Linked DNA regions of Mus musculus: regions 2, 3 and 4 are each linked to region 1. A link is a contact called in public promoter capture Hi-C data. All regions are on one chromosome and are shown on one strand. Each heading gives the region's core, a stretch centred on a gene start, on an enhancer-like site or on the middle of the called end of the contact. The rest is flanking DNA. Distances are from core to core; before and after follow the strand shown.

What was found. Promoter capture Hi-C pulls out the DNA fragments that hold promoters and counts their contacts.
Region 2: a promoter capture Hi-C map of pre-B cells shows a contact between it and region 1, with 9 times the contacts expected there. The contact joins the promoter of F8a here to the promoter of Ikbkg in region 1. A contact is called at or near these places in 5 of 39 promoter capture datasets (the C10 cell line, cranial neural crest, hippocampal neurons and 2 more), 1 of 115 datasets of contacts at active chromatin or transcription factors (astrocytes) and 1 of 9 other capture datasets (liver).
Region 3: a contact with region 1 is called in a promoter capture Hi-C map of liver, with 6 times the contacts expected there. The contact joins the promoter of Pnma3 here to the promoter of Ikbkg in region 1. A contact is called at or near these places in 5 of 39 promoter capture datasets (the 3T3-L1 cell line, the SN4741 cell line, frontonasal cranial neural crest and 1 more) and 1 of 9 other capture datasets (adipose tissue).
Region 4: a contact with region 1 is called in a promoter capture Hi-C map of liver, with 6 times the contacts expected there. The contact joins the promoter of Zfp275 here to the promoter of Ikbkg in region 1. A contact is called at or near these places in 4 of 39 promoter capture datasets (the HPC-7 cell line, hippocampal neurons, liver and 1 more), 2 of 484 Hi-C or Micro-C datasets (B cells and CD4 T cells) and 2 of 9 other capture datasets (adipose tissue and liver).

The regions. Positions count from the first base shown.
Region 1 is chrX:74,428,220-74,431,032 of GRCm38.p6, reverse strand. Ikbkg (inhibitor of kappaB kinase gamma) reads right to left here and starts at 1,352. Exons shown (of 10, transcript NM_010547.2): 1 at 1,212-1,352. G6pdx (glucose-6-phosphate dehydrogenase X-linked) reads left to right here and starts at 2,153. Exons shown (of 13, transcript NM_008062.3): 1 at 2,153-2,210.
Region 2 is chrX:73,226,920-73,229,660 of GRCm38.p6, reverse strand. F8a (factor 8-associated gene A) reads right to left here and starts at 1,355. Exons shown (of 1, transcript NM_007978.3): 1 at 1-1,355. The coding sequence starts at 1,345. The coding sequence ends at 200.
Region 3 is chrX:73,063,412-73,066,111 of GRCm38.p6, reverse strand. Pnma3 (paraneoplastic antigen MA3) reads right to left here and starts at 1,325. Exons shown (of 1, transcript NM_153169.2): 1 at 1-1,325. The coding sequence starts at 1,290.
Region 4 is chrX:73,341,216-73,344,026 of GRCm38.p6, reverse strand. It overlaps Zfp275 (zinc finger protein 275), which reads right to left and starts at 1,407. Exons shown (of 6, transcript NM_031494.2): 1 at 1,276-1,407.

The DNA of each region.
Region 1 (2,813 bases), core at 103-2,602:
AGTAATTTTTGTAGCATGCCAATTATGTCTCAAGAAAGCTGTTATTGAAAATCGCAATGGGTGGAGCAAGAGAGATAATGGTTCAGGGATTAAGAGCACTTGTTGTTGCAGATGTGGCTCACAAACATCTGTAACTCCAATCCAAGGGGATCTGAAACCTTCTTCTGACTCCCTTGGGCACTAGGAAAGCATAGCAAAGCACCTATACACATAAAATAACATCTTCTGTAGAAAAGAAAATAATCATGGTAAAGGATTGTAATGGGGTGTGGATTAAAGTTAACTATGAGCTGATAGTCACAGCTAAGAAATGTGTACATGGAATTTACTATATTATTATTTCTACTTTTGTACATTTTAAATTTTTTCAGTAATTCAAGGCTGACAGCGCTATCATCTTTCACCTGCATTACTGCAATAATCTCTTTACGGGTCACCATGCTTTGCCTTTTCAATGGCCCTTTGCAGTTAATTGGCCCCACTGGGGCCAATTACCTCAAAAATAACTCAAACTACTTCTCTTCTCTACCATGAACTCTTTCAGAGTTTCCATTTCTCCTAGTGTTAAAAAGCAAAGTCCATACAACAGCCTACAAGATCCTATACCACCTATACTCCCTTCCTTCCTCTCCACCAACTATTCTCCCTTGCCCTCTCTGGTCCTTCCTTTTTCCTAGGAAATGCCAAGACAACACATTCCTTCTCAGGTCAGATAAATGTTATGAGGACAGGCAAACAGATTACTATGAATCATTTGCAAAGTAAACTGAGGTGCAGAAGGTAAGACCTTTAGTTGTGAAGGTACACGTGAAAACTTTTTAAAGACTTCAAATGCACTCAAGTTTGATAAACAGCCTAGCCTGATGGCGAACACCTGTTGCTCTAGCACTCGAAAGGCTGAGGCAGAACTTTGAGTTCGAGGTCTACCTGGCCTACAGTGCAAAACGTGTTTCAGAAACAGTTTGATCAACAGAAAATGTCTGCTACCTAAAGAGTTCTAGCACTAGGGGCCAAGCCCTTAGGCGACAGCTGCAGTGAAGGGAAGGGCAGATTCAATCCGACTAGCCTAAATAATCTGGGTAGCGAATAATTAGAAGCTTGCGGCAGAACAAACTGGGCCTAAGGTGGGGGGAAGGGTGTGGACCTCTGGAGTCTCGGAAGCTACGAAACAGCCACCGATGGAGCCCTGTCTTTGGAGAAGAGGACCACACCTGTCAGCAGAGTCGGCCAGAAGTGAAGAGGGCAGGAGCAGAGGGATCCGACCGCTCCGACAGAACCGGAGCTCCTAGAAAGTCCTAGTCAGGCGGTCACCCTTCCCTTCTCTGCAGTGGAAAACTCCACTTCCGGCTTCCGGTGTCGTAAGTGCGGGATCCGGAAGTAAAACACAGACTCAAAGGCTTGGAGATTAACCAGTGAATCAAAACCCCAAAGTGCCATACTCTGTTCCAAAGAAAAGTCTTAGATCGCCAGCCTGCGTCGGCCAGCAGAACACCAGAGCTCTCCTCACTGATAAACATCACACACTTATACACACACTTTTTTTTTGAGACAGGGTCCCATAAGACCAGGGTCTCGAACTCAGAGATCTACCTGCCTCTTTTTTCCCGTCTGCTAGGATTAAAGTAGTGCGTCACCACGCCCACACTCGCCCCTACCCCATTTTCAAGGCACCGCATCCGCACTAAAACACCCAAGTTTCAGTCTGGTCCTGCTACTGGGCTCTCTGCCGCTGGGCCCCCACCAAGGAAAAAGCCTAGAGGAAGCTGCGAAAGTCCAGCTCCGAAGCCAAACTAGCAGCTAGGGAAGGCGTGGCTATGCTGCTAACGGAAGTGGGGTCATCCGGGAAGGTGCAGGGCCTCGAAGGTCCAGCGGAAAGCTAGGCCATACATAATGGCTGGGTGACACAGGAGACGGGGACCCAGGAGAACTGTGTGGAGCTGCACTTATGACAAGACTTTGCGATCTCGAAATTGTAGGGGCAGCGGCATCGGGGAAGGCCAAAGGGCGGGGCTGGCCAGGGATGCGCGCGCATCTCCTCCTGCAATGATAGACTAGCCCGAAGCTCCTCCCCTCCTGCCTCTCCTGAGGCGGGTCAGCTCAGTCAAAGCACACGCCCTCTTGCGTTAAATGGGCCAGCGAAGCTTAGCCCCCGGAAACTGGCTGTGCGCTACAGATCTGTGAACGTGTTTGGCAGCGGCAACTAAACTCAGGTAAAGGGGTGGTCTGATGGCATGTCGGTGGAGGGACATGCTTCACGCTTGTACGCCGCGAGTCCCTTTGATGCGCGCTAATCTACAAGTTTTTAACCCATCCCTTTGTATCCCGCACTTTCCCCGCATTGGGCCCATGAGGACTAGACCTTTAGAAGAGAAGGGACTTTCGGGGATCACCCAACTGGGCCAGAAGAGAGCCGGAGCTGAACTCCATCATCTGCACAATCAAACGTGCTCAGTTCATTGTGGAGTTTCTGGCAGACACCCGAGTACGATACGATGGTCCCATATACAGAGTGTGATGCCGTAACCAGATTTTATCTAGCTGCCCACAGTGGATGTCCTAGGTGAATTATATTAAAGCTTTAGTACTTTCGTAATGTACAGCCCCTAGCGAAGGCAACTTTGGAGGTTATGGCTGGAGCTCAGAGGCAGCAGTTTCTGAATCTCCGAATGCATGTATGCTCGCGCGCGCGCGCGCGCGCGCGCGTACACACACACACACACACAGAGCATTCCCGGCCAGTGGTTTTAGTAATCGTCACCAGCCTGGTGAGAACCCAAAAGACCCTTGGATAAGGTTAAGTTGTCAATGCTCTT
Region 2 (2,741 bases), core at 106-2,605, 1.2 Mb after region 1:
TTCTCATTCGAGGCAATAATGGATGGAATTGGAGGGCACTAATTTAAGTAACTTGCTAGGCACACAAAGCCAAATTAACATGGCAGCAATAGAAATGAAAAGAAAAACAAGACAAAAACAGACAAAAAAAACAGAAGCTAGATCACATGTTTCATCACCTGTCCCCAAAGATAAAACAAGTTGGTAAGAAGGTGACTTATCAGACACCCTGTCCAGAGGGAGAGATGGTTTCCTGCAGAACGAGGTGGAGGAGGTGGTTCTGCTCAGCGGTTAGCAGTGGCCACATCTCCACCTGCAGCTTCTTGATGCCTTCAGTGTCCTTTTCTTGGGCAGCCATGACCAGAGACTGCAATAACAGAAACAGCTCCTCAGGAAGCTGGCCGCTGGTATCCTGGCCATGGCCATCGAAAGCCTCCCAGGAGTACTTCTCCAGGGTCTGGGCATGCTCGGGCAGCAGCTTGGCAGGTGGTGGTTGCAGGAGCAGCAGCAGCAGTACACGGGACACCTCACACCTGACTAGGACGTCAGCAAAGGCACCGAGTGTGCCAGGTGAAGGCGCAACAGAGCCTGGGGCGTGGTCCGGGGGCTGCGGGAGGGGCAAGGTCGAGCCCAAGACAGGTCTCGGCTGGGGTCCCGACAGGGGTGGCTGGGGCCCAGAAGGCGGCTGCGGCAGCAGCTCGAGTTGCTGTACCGGGTGGCCCCCATGCTCCCGTGCCAGGCGTTGCATGCGTGTAAATAGCGCCAGGGCGCCTGTGTAGTCGCGCGCCAACAGCTGGCAGGAGGCAGCATCACCAAGCGCTTGCAGTGCGGCCAGTGGCATCAGGGGCAGGTGCAGCTGGGCAGCCCGCTGAAAGTGACCGGCAGCAGCGGCCGGCTGGCCCACTGCGCGAAGGGCAGCAGCTAGTTCCAGGCACAGTGCAGCAGCGGCGGCAGGCTGGCCGAGCTCGAGGTGCAAGCGCACAGCGGCGCCGAGGGCGCTGGCGGCCGCCTGCAGAGGCTCCCCGTAGGCGGCGGGACAGCCCAAGCGTTGGCGCGCGTCGCACTCCTGCCGCAGGAAAAGTCGGGCCGCCTCTGTGAGGGCCAGCGCTTCCCCGGGCCCATGGAAGAGCGCCTGCTGGCAGCGCGCCACAGCCAGCTGGCACCAGGCAGCATAAGGCAGGCACTCCTGGGCGCGCAGCTCCCGGGCTAGCTGGGCGAACTGCTCCCCGGCCTCGGCCACGTTCGGCTTCCTCAAGAAGCGCTTCTTGAGCTTGTTGGACACCTGCCGATAGCGTGCCAAGAAGTCCCCAGCCTCTGAGCCTGGCCAGGCACCGCCGCCCAAGGAGGACGCAGAGCCCGCAGCCATGTTGACCGGCTAGCCGCGCCGCCTTACTTCCGGTTGAGGGAGGGCTGAGGGGGAACAGCTATGACTAACGCTACGCTGCGCCTAGCCCACAATGGGATCACAATTCATCACCTCCGCTTCCGCCTCAGGCGCCCCAGCGCTCTGCTGTAGCCACAGTGATGTGCAAAGTGCTGTTGAAGGAGGGATATGGAGGACTATAAAAGCCAATCAAGGAAGAAGGGCTGGGTGCCTACCCAAACAGTCCCCGTATGGAATTAAATTCTGCGGGGGTGGGGCTTGAGTGACGCAAATGGAGGGGGCGGGTCCAGTGCCAGTCAAATATGCAAAGGATTTCTCTGCTGCCAGGATTAGCATCGTACCCCTCACTTCCTCAACAAACATGAGACCTGACTGAGCAAGCTAGTACAGGTCCTGCCATGGTGGGAGCCTTTGCTAGTTTACAGCTTATTTACAATCATATACACATTGATATACATATCACCTGCAATCATATACACATTGATTTTGAAAGAGTTTTCATGAAGGATTTTTAGCAGGACATGCACTACCAAAGGCACTTTAAATTAGCTATTGTACATGCATGTGTTTCAATTTATACCAAGTATTTAAAAACAAAGAAGGGATTCCTTTTACTTTATTTTGAACTATCTCAATTAGTCCAAATGATTACCTACCAGAACTTGAACAAAAGGGGGGAGTGTACATTATTAAATTTATATATAAAGGATTATATACTTGCACCTAGTAGAGAATTACGTGCCTGAAAATAATTTGTCAAGATGTACAACAGAAGCTAATTTTCATTTCGCAAATTCTCTTGTCTTCTCCTTAGTTTTTCATGGTGTGATACACTTGGATCCTATCCTCCAAATTCTAAAAAAGCAATCCATTGATCCAAAAGTCAAATGAACTCAGCAAATAAAGGATGTGTTAATTTTCTACTCTTATCGTGAACCAAAAAATAGAATTGTGCATAGCAGACCTATCATTTAAAAGCATCAATGGAGGCCTGAGAGAAAGCTTACTGCTTAAGAGCATTTGTTGCTCTTGCAGAGGACCTGAGTTCATTTCCCAGTAAAACACACAGACACATAAAGAAATAATTTTTAAAAACCATCAATGTCTTGATCAATCTCTCTCTGTCTCTCTCTCCCTCCATCCCTCCTGCCCTCCTGCCCTCCCTCCCTCTGAAAAAAGCCAGTATACCAATTTCTCTCTTAAATGACAACCTATCCCATAGAACAGTGATATATCACATATGTACTTTAGGTTTCAAATGAGTGCATTTATGTATATTGCAAGCAAATGTAAAACAATAAACAACATAATACAGCACATAAATAGAAGAGGCAGGCAGCAAAGTATTATCAAACCAGGCACTTACAACCTTTAGCCA
Region 3 (2,700 bases), core at 76-2,575, 1.4 Mb after region 1:
ACAGTGTACTCTGATATGGCCATCTTCCCCACAACTATAGCAGAATGTGTCATAATTCTGCTTTCTTGTGCCTTGAGAATCATCCCTGGGCACACCTCCCTTTCTGTGCTGGCCTCTCCTCCTGTGGCGGCGGCGGCGGGAACCCTGGTAAGGCCTTTCCTCAAGAACACTACCAAAGGCCGGAACAAATAGTTCTCTCTCCTCACTGCCTATGTTAGAGGGACTTGGGCCTAACTCCAGCCCCTCATAGCAGCTCCTCTCTGAACCCCTAGTGGCCTCCCACTCTTCCTCCTCCTCACGGAAAAGCTTCACTAGGGCCAGGAAACCAGGTGGCCTTCTACGCTGTTTCAGCATCTTAAGTTTCTCTCGAAGTTTTGCAGAAAGGATAGCCCCACCTAAAATTCGTTTCAGGCGGGTCTGGTTCACATTCTTTCGAGATATTGCATTTTTCTCTAGGGCTTTTTGGAGCAGGGTCTCCAAACGCACCACAAAGCTAGAAACTTTCTCTCCTGGCTCCTGATAAGCCTTGCAAAACTTCAGCTGGGCGATTTTTCGGTTGTCCACAGAGCCAAATACCTGCCGCAGGGCCTCCAGGCACTCCTTCACTGTAATGGCAGCGTTATTGGCACGGAGCACATTGACAACCTGTAGAGCAGGGCCTCTTAAGCATTCCATCAGCCTCCGCCTCTTTTCTACCTCAGGTACCTGCCACATCTGTAACATCTCAGTGGTGTGTTCAAGCCAGGAATCGAAGGCCAATAACCCTGGGATTGATATGGTGTTCCCAGAAAAGACTCTTAGTTCTCGGTACAACATTTGTTCTAGCAGAGGCTGCATCACTGCACCTAGAGTCTGAGCCCAGACCCAGAAATCTGCTGATATAGTCGTTTTGGTAGGTGAATGATTAGAGTGTGTCCCAAGGACCCTGTTCATGTCTGACACTGTTCTCCTCTCCTCTTCTAAGAAGTGATTCAGTCTATTAAGAAATTCATCATCTGAATGAGGGGGTTTTACAACCACTTCCCAGGGCCCACCCTTTCCTTCTATTTCCCTGGGCACCAAAGCATAGTCAAAATCACGTGCAAGTTCCACCAAAAAGGCCTGGGCATTTTCCTCCCTCCTAAACATCCTGCCGATGATCCTGTATCTTCCCAGATGCTTGAGAGCTTCGTGCAGAGTCTCCTCAAACTCATCCTCACTACAGTCCTCTGGAATCCCCAGGATCAGCATAGACCTCTGGGTGTTCAGATGCTCCCCCCTACACCAGTCTTGCAACAGGTTCAATGGCATGGCCCCAACTTCAAGAGACTCTAATGTGGGGGGAGGGGGTGAGTAGGATGTGATGCACATAAATCTGAGGCAAGTCCCAGGAGATCTGTAGCTCCTCCGGGTCTCTAGAGTCTGTAAATAGGGCCAAAGGAAATTAATGCGTTCCCCCGCCCCACCCCCACTCCAGCTCGGCTCCCTACCACACCCAGCCTCCACCTGCCTCCAGCAAAGACACTTCTATAGGTTCCCATCACTATATACTGCAGCCTCCTGTTTACCCTAAAGGCTGCAGCAGTCCCACCGGATTGGGCCCACTGCAGCCCCCTCCCCATCCCAAAGGCTGCAGCAGTCCCACCCGATTGGGCAGAGGGGGCTGCCTGGGCCAGCCGCTTCCTCCTAGAATCTGGTACCTCTTCCTAAGGCAAGATGCTTCCTCAATTCAGTCCCACAGCGAGGTTCCCAGACTGCTCAGAGAGGAGGCGGGGTCGAACACCATTCCTTTCCAGGGTCTCTTGCCAGCTCCTTTGCTCTCTCTGGCCCTCTGGTCCCCGCAAGTTGTCCAATGCGCCGGCGCGGCTCGCCACAGCTCTCTGCAGTGCGGACTTGGGGCGGGGGTGCTGTGGCGCTGGAGCACAGACCCTCTGCGTCGCCTGGGAGACAGCTGGGCCATTGGCGCATGAGGATCACACGACGTGTCTGTTGCCTAGGCCTTGGGCAACCTGGGGCCTCCGGTGACGTCACCTGCTGCTACCCATCCCCAATACACCCCTGCTCCCCCAGCACAGGAGACCCCACCTCAATCCTCTGAATCTGGGGTTTGTGAGTTAGTGTTCAGTTTCCTCCTGCCTTTGGCTGTCCCCAGGTGACATCCTGAATGCAGGCCAGTCCCTCTCTCTCTCTCGAGAATAGACTTCAGGACCGCAGAGTGCTCAGGGGTCTCCACAGAAGGGCACCAGAAAGCTGTGGTGGCCCCTCCAGCTCTGTCTCCTGATCAAGGCCAGGAAGCAGGGGCTCCGAGGTTTCTTCCCCCTGGTGAGTCCCCTTCTAGATCTAGTCCAGTAACAGAGCTGGGCAAGCAACACCTGGTAGATAGATACCACATGAGCTCATATGAGCTCAAACACACCCACCACCACTCCCCACGTAGCACGCACCATCTGGGTGATGCCAGTCTCCATGGGAAGGGGCTTCAGGCATATTCACCACCATGGGACCTGCATGCTTTGCTATCCTTGGGGCCACTGGCTAGCTCATAGAAGCATGGTCCAGCATCTGACAGGCCTTTCCTACTCTGCCTGCTGTACATCCAGGGTCTTGAAAAGCTGCTTTTGAGATTTGAAACCCAAACCCTTGGGTCTGTTTTTTTCCTCTGGCTTCTGATAGTCTAACTTTTTGTATTTGTGGGGGCAGGGGTGCTCCCAGGGAGGCAGT
Region 4 (2,811 bases), core at 158-2,657, 1.1 Mb after region 1:
ACCTGTTTAGAATTTGGATACGCCCCCACATCTCATATCAGACAGCTTTCCTACCCAGGAACTTCCTTCTCAGGCTATGCTGGTGGTTAGATTTCTGACAAGAGAACTCACACTATTTAGCTGATTTTTCCAAGGGGTCTATCATTAACAGGAGGCTAGAAATCACTGCTCTATGTGATTCTAAATACAGATTCAAGGCCACTATGGGGCAATGGACCAGACTGTCAGACACTGAATGTTGTTTCTATAATAATGTCCAATGGGAGAGGGGGTAAGGTAAGGTAAGTCCTACCAGGAGAGGTACTATTCCATTAGCCCCATTTGAAATTTTCTCCTAAAGGAAAATGTAGAGACCGAGATTTAAGAAGAAATGTTCCATTGACCAAGGAGACTGGAGAGGGTTGCCTGCCTCTGAGTCCAAATCTGGTTAGAGGGTATCAGCTGCACAGGGTGAGCCCTCTGGGAAGAGCGCCAGAAATGGGGGTGGGGGCACTGAAAAGGACCATGGGCTTTGGGCAGCAGGCAAGTGGGAGTATGCATGTGTGTAAAAAAAGACATGTAATTAATCACCCAAATATAGACTGGAGCAACCAGCAAAGGAGTTTAGAAGGGGGCAATGGAGTGGTGCCAGAAAATGTGGTTCCAAGGAGGGCCACCTTAAAAGGTCTCTTCATCTGGCGAGAATTCCCTTCTACACCCCCAAATTTCTGCCCCAGGAAACGTACCTGCTCCCGTGCAGTCACCACTCAAATGGAAAGGTAGATTCCCCTCCCCCCAGCCCCTAAGCAGATCCTTCTTCAGGGCCCCAGAGGCCCAACCCCTCCCCCCACACTAGGGGAAAGTCCCTTCAGCCCTAAAGACAGCCCCAAGGACTCCGAGTCGCTGGGGGCTGTGTGTGTGTGTCCACCCCCAGCTCCTGACCCGTCCCCAGTGCTTAGCATCCTCCAAAGAGCAACACAGGCCTCAACACATCCGCGATTCCCGCCTTGGACCGCTGCCCCCAGCCCTGCACTAGAAGGCCTCCGGGCCTCGCCATGCCCACCCACCGCCAAAGACCTTTTCTTTTGACCCCTGGTTTGCTCCAAGGCCCAGCAGCATCCCACTCTACGAAACGCTCCCTTCCCCTTATATTCTTCCGTGGTCCACGCATTCACACAGGCCTCCCAGCACAGCCTCCTGCCGCCCCACACGCTCTCTCGGCCACACATCCTTGCTCACGCACACAATCTCATGATCACTCGAGCTGCACATCCCTCCCATAGTCCGCACGCTCACCCGGCCCACGGCGCCTGACTCTGGGCCCTTGCAGAAGAAGAGCGGGCGCGTTGTAAGCAGGCCCGGCGTGGCAGGAAGCGCCACGGAGCCGCCAGTGCCTGGCGGAGCCCAGAAGCCCGGCAGCGCGTTTCCGGAGCCGGGGGCGCCGCCTGGGGTACTGAGATCGAAGCCCCGCCTCGGCCTCGGTCCCGCCCGGCCTGTCGGCTGCGATTGGCCTGAGAGGGGGGTGGGACAGAAGGGGGCATGTCTGGGGCGGGGTGAGGAGAGGAGGTGGGATAGATGAGACTAGGGGAGTAAAACTCATGAATCCTAAGTGATGAGTGTGGAACGAATGTAAAAACAAATAATGAATAAATAAATGAGCAAAATAAATTGTTAGTGGTGAAGACAATGAAGAAATTGACAAGGCCAGGGCCTTTAGAATGATGGTAGGGCTGGAGGAGGGCACTCAAGAAAAGAGTGCAGGGGTCGGAGTCCTTCTTAAAGTCAGACCTGAGCCCTGTCTATGCCAGACATCAAGAATACAACAGTGAACAAAACTAGACCCTAATGCCTATCTTAAGAGCCACACACCAGGCACTCCAGAGCTCCTGTGAGAGTACTGTAAGCGTATTAGGGACCACACAGCAATAAATAAACAGTAACCTGAATTTCAGAATGGCAGTTTATACCATGAATCCCAAAACAAGCGTCTTGGTTCAGATGTGTTGTAAGCAGCTGCCAATTCAACTTCACTGCTTTGCATTTGTGCATCCTTGGCAGCACAAGTAACTGTTTTCTTAAATATACTGTCTGGTTTCCCGAGGGAGGCACTAATAAACAAAGATCAATACAACATCTCCCGCCCCGAGAAGAGTGATGAGAACTTCACTCAGTATCCATCCAGGTGATGTTTGGAATGACCAGGAGGTGTGGAGGTGTGTGTGTGTGTGTGTGTGTGTGTGTATGCTTCTGTGACACTGCAGTATCTGTGGGCAAAAGCAACATCAAAGATAAACATCTATAATTTTGACATATCCAGTGTAAGAAAGGAAAGTCTGGTGCTGGAGAGATAACTCAGCCTGTAGAGTACTTGTCTTGCAAACCTGAGGACCTGTGAGGAACTTCACTTCCCAGTACCCATGTCAAAAACGAGAAGTCCACTTTTTTTTTTACTGTCCTTTTAATTTTCTGAGACAAAATTTGCTATCAGTAAAATGTATAAATCTATATGGTAAGTTTTGACAAATACCTTTCCTAAACCCCCCTCCAGACACAAACCATGATGAGAAGTCTGGAAAATTTCCAGTCCCATTGCACACATCCTATTTCAGCACAATTCCACAGGAACGCCACTATTCTAAAATTTCTCACTATCGACAGCCTATTTGAGTAATTAATTCCTGTTGCATGGGAATGAAATATATAGTATGTACTATTATCTACTACTCTGTCTGAATTCTTTCCTTTACTCTGATGCTTTTGGAATTCCTCTATATTGCTGAAATATATTTCCTTTCCTTTCATTGCTGAGTCATTTGCCATTGTACTTTACCA